2 separate regions of the Bicyclus anynana genome follow, and region 2 is linked to region 1. The links are chromatin contacts, called in public Hi-C maps. All regions are on one chromosome and are shown on one strand. Each heading gives the region's core, a stretch centred on a gene start, on an enhancer-like site or on the middle of the called end of the contact. The rest is flanking DNA. Distances are from core to core; before and after follow the strand shown. Region 1 overlaps LOC112046776 (dmX-like protein 2). Region 2 overlaps LOC112046776 (dmX-like protein 2).

The links. A called contact is a pair of places that touch in the nucleus more often than the background predicts.
Region 2: a contact with region 1 is called in a Hi-C map of whole body, with 2.1 times the contacts expected there. The contact joins two enhancer-like sites. A contact is called at or near these places in 2 of 2 Hi-C or Micro-C datasets (whole body and whole larva).

The regions. Positions count from the first base shown.
Region 1 is chr17:11,752,227-11,755,334 of ilBicAnyn1.1, reverse strand. LOC112046776 (dmX-like protein 2) reads left to right here. Exons shown (of 62, transcript XM_052886513.1): 57 at 583-652; 58 at 735-809; 59 at 1,330-1,547; 60 at 2,087-2,192. Among protein-coding and RNA genes, the nearest start is that of LOC112046763, 16 kb to the right of the region's middle. Within about 2 kb of position 1,449, at least 4 of the 8 cell types and tissues checked have open chromatin away from gene starts, as enhancers often do.
Region 2 is chr17:11,796,117-11,799,334 of ilBicAnyn1.1, reverse strand. It overlaps LOC112046776 (dmX-like protein 2), which reads left to right. Exons shown (of 62, transcript XM_052886513.1): 13 at 1-34; 14 at 491-675; 15 at 961-1,075; 16 at 1,499-1,691; 17 at 1,947-2,094; 18 at 2,193-2,391; 19 at 2,921-3,136. Among protein-coding and RNA genes, the nearest start is that of LOC112046776, 30 kb to the left of the region's middle. Within about 2 kb of position 1,589, at least 4 of the 8 cell types and tissues checked have open chromatin away from gene starts, as enhancers often do.

The DNA.
Region 1 (3,108 bases), core at 200-2,699:
CTTATTAGTACTAAATAGCGAAGATATTGATTTCACCCCGTTTTTTCTAAAATCTAGTTTTTAGCGAAACTTGTCGTTTAAACTAGAAATAAGTAATAGAAACTAGTAATAACTAGAAATAAGTAATAGTTAAGGCTAGTACGGAAAGTCAAGAAATATCAATTTTTTAAAAATTTCATAATCTTTTTTTTTTACCAAATTAGGTCATTTTTAGATTTCCTATATGATTTGAACCAATTTAGACCGTTAGATTAAAAACGATCTATAAAAATGATGAAAATTAATTTTCACTTTTATTTAGATTTTTAAATTTAAAATTAAATTTGGAATTTAATTTGGAATTTAATTTTAATTTTTTAAATTTAAAAAATCTAAATTTCAAATTATCTAATACTTACAAGTATGACCTGGAAGGTCAACCGATTTACTAATTGTAATTTAATTTTAATGACGAAGGCTGTTTGCGAAATTTGAGCCAAATTAGAGCGGCCAGTTTAATTTTTTTTTGATCTTATATATTTGTAATATAATCTATATAATCTATTTGTTTTGTAATAAAATAAGATTATCCGTTTGTTTCAGACACATCAATGCCACAGTAAAGGCATAAGCGACTTTGTATTCTTAGGTTCCTGTAGTTTAGTTGCCACAGGTAAACAAAGAATTGTGTTTATGATTGATTGACATTATGTGGTTTTTTATTAAAGATTTAAAATAAATGTTTTTTATTACAGCTGGTCATAGTTCGGAGAGTAAAAATGTTGCCATTTGGGATACACTAATGCCCGTAAAGAAAGCTTTAGTGGTTTGTGAGTACCTCTTGAAAATTTATTACATTTGCGATAAGTCCAAATTTAACTGTGTTTAGTTTAAAATTGAATTATTGAAGTTGTAATACTAAGTTAATTCAAAAGTCGATATATTTGCGTACGCGAGTATAACAGTGCTCGTTTATAGATTCACATTTTCGTACGATTGCTATCAACGTCCGTTCAAAGTCTTAATTACTGCTTACGCTTGCGTTACGTCCATTCAAAGTTGTCGCATTCAAAGTAAACTGGCATAACAACAACAGTGCGTACATTTGCAAAAATTATCACGTAGCGTACGTTTGCATAACAACGTCCATTTAAAGTTGTCTAGTTTGCATACGCTTGTATTACAACGTCAGTTCAAAGTCACGTATGCGTACATTTGCATACCAACCTCCATTTAAAGATGTCTCGTTTGCGAACTCTTGCATTACAACGTCAAAACTGGTCACGTTTACGTACCGTACGCTCGCATGATAAAGTGATCACATGGTTAAGTTGTCGTTTGTGGTCACAGCGTGGACGTGCCACGAGGGCGGCGCTGCGTGCGTGGCGTGGGCGGGGCAGGCGGGCGCGCTGGTGTCGTGCGGGCGGCGCGGCGACGTGCTCGTGTGGGACCTGCGCGCGCGTGCCCCTCGGCATAAGCTGCACGCCCACCACGCGCCCATCAAGTGTGTGTCGCTGTCGCCGAGGGAGGACTACTACGCGATTGGCGCTGCGGACGGTGATATTAAAGTAGGTTGCTCTTGTGAAGTAAAACTTCTGTATGTATTGTATAGTGTATTAGTAGAGGATCCCAATCTAAGACGACCTTCACCCATCTGTTTACTGAATGAAAATTGTTTTCTATCAAATTAAATATATAATAAAATATATCGCCAATGGGTTGAATAAAAAAATAGTCCAGAATATGATTAATAACAATTTTTTTTTCTTTTTAAATTTTTACTGGTTTTGTTAACAGACAAAGCCCATATCAATCGAGCGAGTGAAAGTATGAATCCTTTAGAATATGTAAACGTTAGGTTGACTATTTTTTTCTCGTCACAACAGGTAGGCAGGTATAAACACAAACAGGTAAATCGATACTGACTAGCCGTCTGTGTGTGAAGAGGTTAATGAATTAAAGTTAAAATAAAATGAAAATCTGAGACTATTAACTGCTCACTTCAGGGTCAGGCCTCCCTCCTTATAAGAGGGGAGAAATGGAGCTTAGACCCACCACGCTGCCCCAACACCACATACTCTAATGGTATTATTCGCTATGGTTACAGGTGTTCTCCTTAGCCACGCATCAGCTGTTGCACACATTCGCGGGCGAGCACGCGAGGAGCTCGTTCTTCAAACACATCGGCCAAGGCGTCACACAAATACATATAGGTAACAAATACCAGTTATAATGGTCTAAGCATATTTATACAGGGTGCTCGGGAGTATTTCCCATAACTCTAGGGTTATATTCTCTTTTTTTTTTTATTCTTTACAAGTTAGTCCTTGACTACAATCTCACCTGATGGTAAGTGATGATGTAATCTAAGATGGAAGCGAACTTGTTAGGAGGAGGATGAAAATCCACACTCCTTTCGGTTTCTACACGACATCGTACCGGAACGCTAAATCGCTTGGCGGTACGTCTTTGTCGGTAGGGTGGTAACTAGCCACGGTCGAAGCCTCCTACCAGCTAGACCTGGACCAATTAAGAAAACCTCAATCGGCCCAGCCGGGGATCGAACCCAGGACCTCCGTCATTAAATCCACCGCGCATACCACTGCGCCACGGAGGCCGTCAAAAAATAAAAAGGAAGGAAGGCCGTCTCTAAGGAAAATTAATAAACAATGTCTAAGGAACATATATTCTGAAATGAAATATTTCTTTTGTAAATAGATGTTGTCTCCCCTTAAATAGCGACCTTATATTATGACCTAGTCAAACTTTTCATTGTTAAATATCTTGAAGTAGCTTACTAGTGAAGTGCGGAGTGCTAGTTGCAATATCTCGTTGATATTGACAGTCTTACCACTACGATTACGTATTTTAAAATGCAAGGATAGATAAAGACGTGTGTTACATGTATAGTCGGAATTATTTGAATTACTTTGTATGAAAACATAAAAAGTTTATGTTATGCAATTCGGCTCTTAACTTCTTAATTTCCCATAACTTCAAAGTTATGGGAAATACCCCTGTATACATGGTTTTATAGCGAAACAGTGGGACTTAGTAATTTATAAATGTGTCCATACCAACCTGTAATAGGTTCATATTGACACATTATCGGGGGGTACTGCGTTTAAA
Region 2 (3,218 bases), core at 340-2,839, 44 kb before region 1:
CAAAACGATGAACAAAATGCGCAACAAGAAAATGGTATGCTATACTATAAAAAACTTATGAAAGTAACTAAAGCACAGATTAAAATATTTGTCAGAATTAAATTAACCCTTGATTAAAATACTGTTAACTTCCGAAAGAACTATAACTCCTATAACACGATCAATAAATTTGAATTTAATCAAAATGCAAACATTTAGGCCTAGGAAAATATCGCTCACTCGAGAGCAATTTCGACGCTAATAGTTCTCAATATTTGCTATTCACGTCGTTAGATTTGTCGTTGATGCATCTTGGGCCTAATGGATGTGCTTTATTGAAACAGTAAGGGTTTTTTGTAAGGTCTGGATGATTTACTTAATCTAATCTACTGAATATAATACTTACTCTTTACAAGAAACATAAAATAAGCTCTCATTCTACTGTAATCACGCCTGAAATAAGTTTTAATAGTTCTGTCTTTCCTAAAGTACATTTAATTTATATCTGCAGGTGCACGAGAAGAAAACAACAATGAAATGAAGAGGAAAACCAGTGTCGTAACCGAAGATCTCGGGGAGAACCAGGACGGCGACGTGTTGGAGTCCGCGCCAGTTATATCCATGGTCACTAACCACACTAACGGAACCCTTAACTTGTGGCAGTTAACGTTCGACGACAAATCCAAATTTTCACAGGTATGAAAGAAGCCACTGCATTCTGTAAAGTTGCAACGCTATTACATCGTTCGTTGCCATGGCAACTTCGGTGTTAGTGACATTTTAATTTTGGTATCCTATAAACATTAAGCTAAAATTCGAATAAGACGTGTTAAAGGCGAAAAGTTCGTCGATAAGTGTTAAATAGCGGACCCTTGTAAAATTTTTGTTAAAAAAAGAATAATTTAATGATTATTATTAAAAATGGCCAATAGCTGAACTAACGATAATTACTCTGAATCTAATAAACTATTCTTTTTTCAGGTGTTATCAATAGGTCACGCTTCTAGAGCATCGGGTCATAGGTTTAGAGTTAACGACATCACATGCCATCCAGTATTACCATTATTGCTAACGACAAGCCATCACAATATATCAGGTTAGTATTTTTACGATCCTTACGAATATTATTAACAATTTTTAGAACTGCAGGCCTAGGATGAAAATATTATTCTCTTCCGTCCTATTCGAACGAAATACAGAGCGAGCGGGCTTATCCGTCAGGCAATTTGAGTTTTCTTCCAAGAAATTCTTAGTAGAAGCCAGGAGTTGATTATACTTATTTAAGGTATTATAGGTATTTATATAAGGTATTACATATACAAGCCTCAGAGAGCAAGTTAGGCCGTCAGACGCGGTCATTGTCTTTCGATATTGATGGTCTTACAAGCTATGCCCGTCAAACCGCATTGGATCTACATATCGAATCTTCAAGTACCCTCTTATAGGAGGGAAGAGTCTACCAGTAGTGGTTCATGAAAAATTAGGTTGATAATAGTAATAAGAAATTAATCTATAACAGATCACGAAAGGGAGGTAACGAATGTGGACGAGGACGCGGCCGCAGGCGGCCTCTGCTCGGAGCTAATTATGTGGCGCGTTGAGTGCGTGGGCCCGCTCGGCAAGTCAGGCGGCGTTTCCGAGCTCGCGCGAGTCAACTCGCCCCACCTCTCGGCCTTCAGTAACGTCGCTTGGTTGCCCACTCTACTGCCTAGGTGAGTTTGAATGCACTGCACGTTACATACTGTGCTCCGAGCTCATCATGGGGCGCTTGCAATTCGTAGGCTTGCATGTATTTCGGCAAGTCTTAAATACGTATATACTTTTTATGTACCATGACAATTATGTACATTCTTCTGATACCTTTATTCATAAGCTAAATAATATAAAAAAAACTATGACCTTGAAAAAATTACTCCAGGTAATCTTTTAGCAGTTTCGTTAATGATAATTACCTATTTTATCTGCAGTACAACCTTGGGAAACTTATCAAATTCACCATCAGCCTGTTTCGTGGCCAGCGACGGAGAAAGCTTAAGATTGTTCCAAGCGGTCATCGACGCGCGAACTTTGTTAGCTGAAATTGCTACTTCAGAACGTCGACATAAAGATGTTATGGTAAGCTTTAATATCATTTTACCTCCTTGGTAAAAATATTTAGATTTTTTTATTGTTATATAAATAAATTGTATGTAATATATTTCTTTTATATGTAGCACCACGACACTATGTCACTATCGTCTGATTCGACTGTAGAAGAAGGCGGCATACCTCTCCACCAGCGCATAAAGATCGTGTCCCAGCAGTCGACGGCGCGACCCGGAGCGATCATACAGCTGCACGCGATAGCGGACGCGACGCACGACTGGCACAACACGCAGCTCCTGCACGTGTTCCAGGAGCAGCTAATTACTGGTGAGCTTTATGTGTAGCATCACGATACGAGCTATCGTCCGACTCGACTATAGACGAAGAGAAAAATACAAATGTCGATCAATAGCGGTGAAATTGTCCCAGTCCCAGACCTTTCGCCTCAACGCAATGAAAGAGAGAGAGTAATACTTCTGGTTCCGTGCTGGTCCACAATATGTCACTTTGTTTTCACGAGATATATCGTGACGCGCATGGTAAGTCTGCAGGAACAATTGATTAATTATTATTGGTTAGGAAACTTTTTTTTCATTATGTATAGCAAACGCTTAGCTGCAATCACACCTGATGGTAAGCGATGATGCAGCCTGTGGTTGAACGCGCTTGCCTAGAAATTGTCTATTCACACTTGACTTGATACCCATATTGAAGCTGGTCAATATGGGTATCAAGTTGATTTTAGTCTTATAAGAAACAAATACATTGTTTGCTTATTTCATGTATGATCTTTTAATATGTAAGAGTAGATAAACATATTTTAGGAATTAAATTAACTTGTGAATGTAATAAACAGGTGAACGTACATCCAGCGACACAGAAAGCTCTGACTCCGGCGTAGAAGGTTCGGACGTTAACACAATAACCGAAGCGGGGCTGGAGGCTATAGTCGACTTGCGGAAGACAGCAGTCTTCAACGAACCATTCTACATCGTGGTGTTGGAGAGAACTGACGGAGGCTCTACTGTCCATATGTGGAGATTGACTGTTTCTTCACAGGCTGATCCATCAGGTAATCAATTCTCCAAATATTTAAATAAGAATAAGCTCAAATGCAATGAGGTTTAGTCTTTACTAGAAAACACTAAATAAGT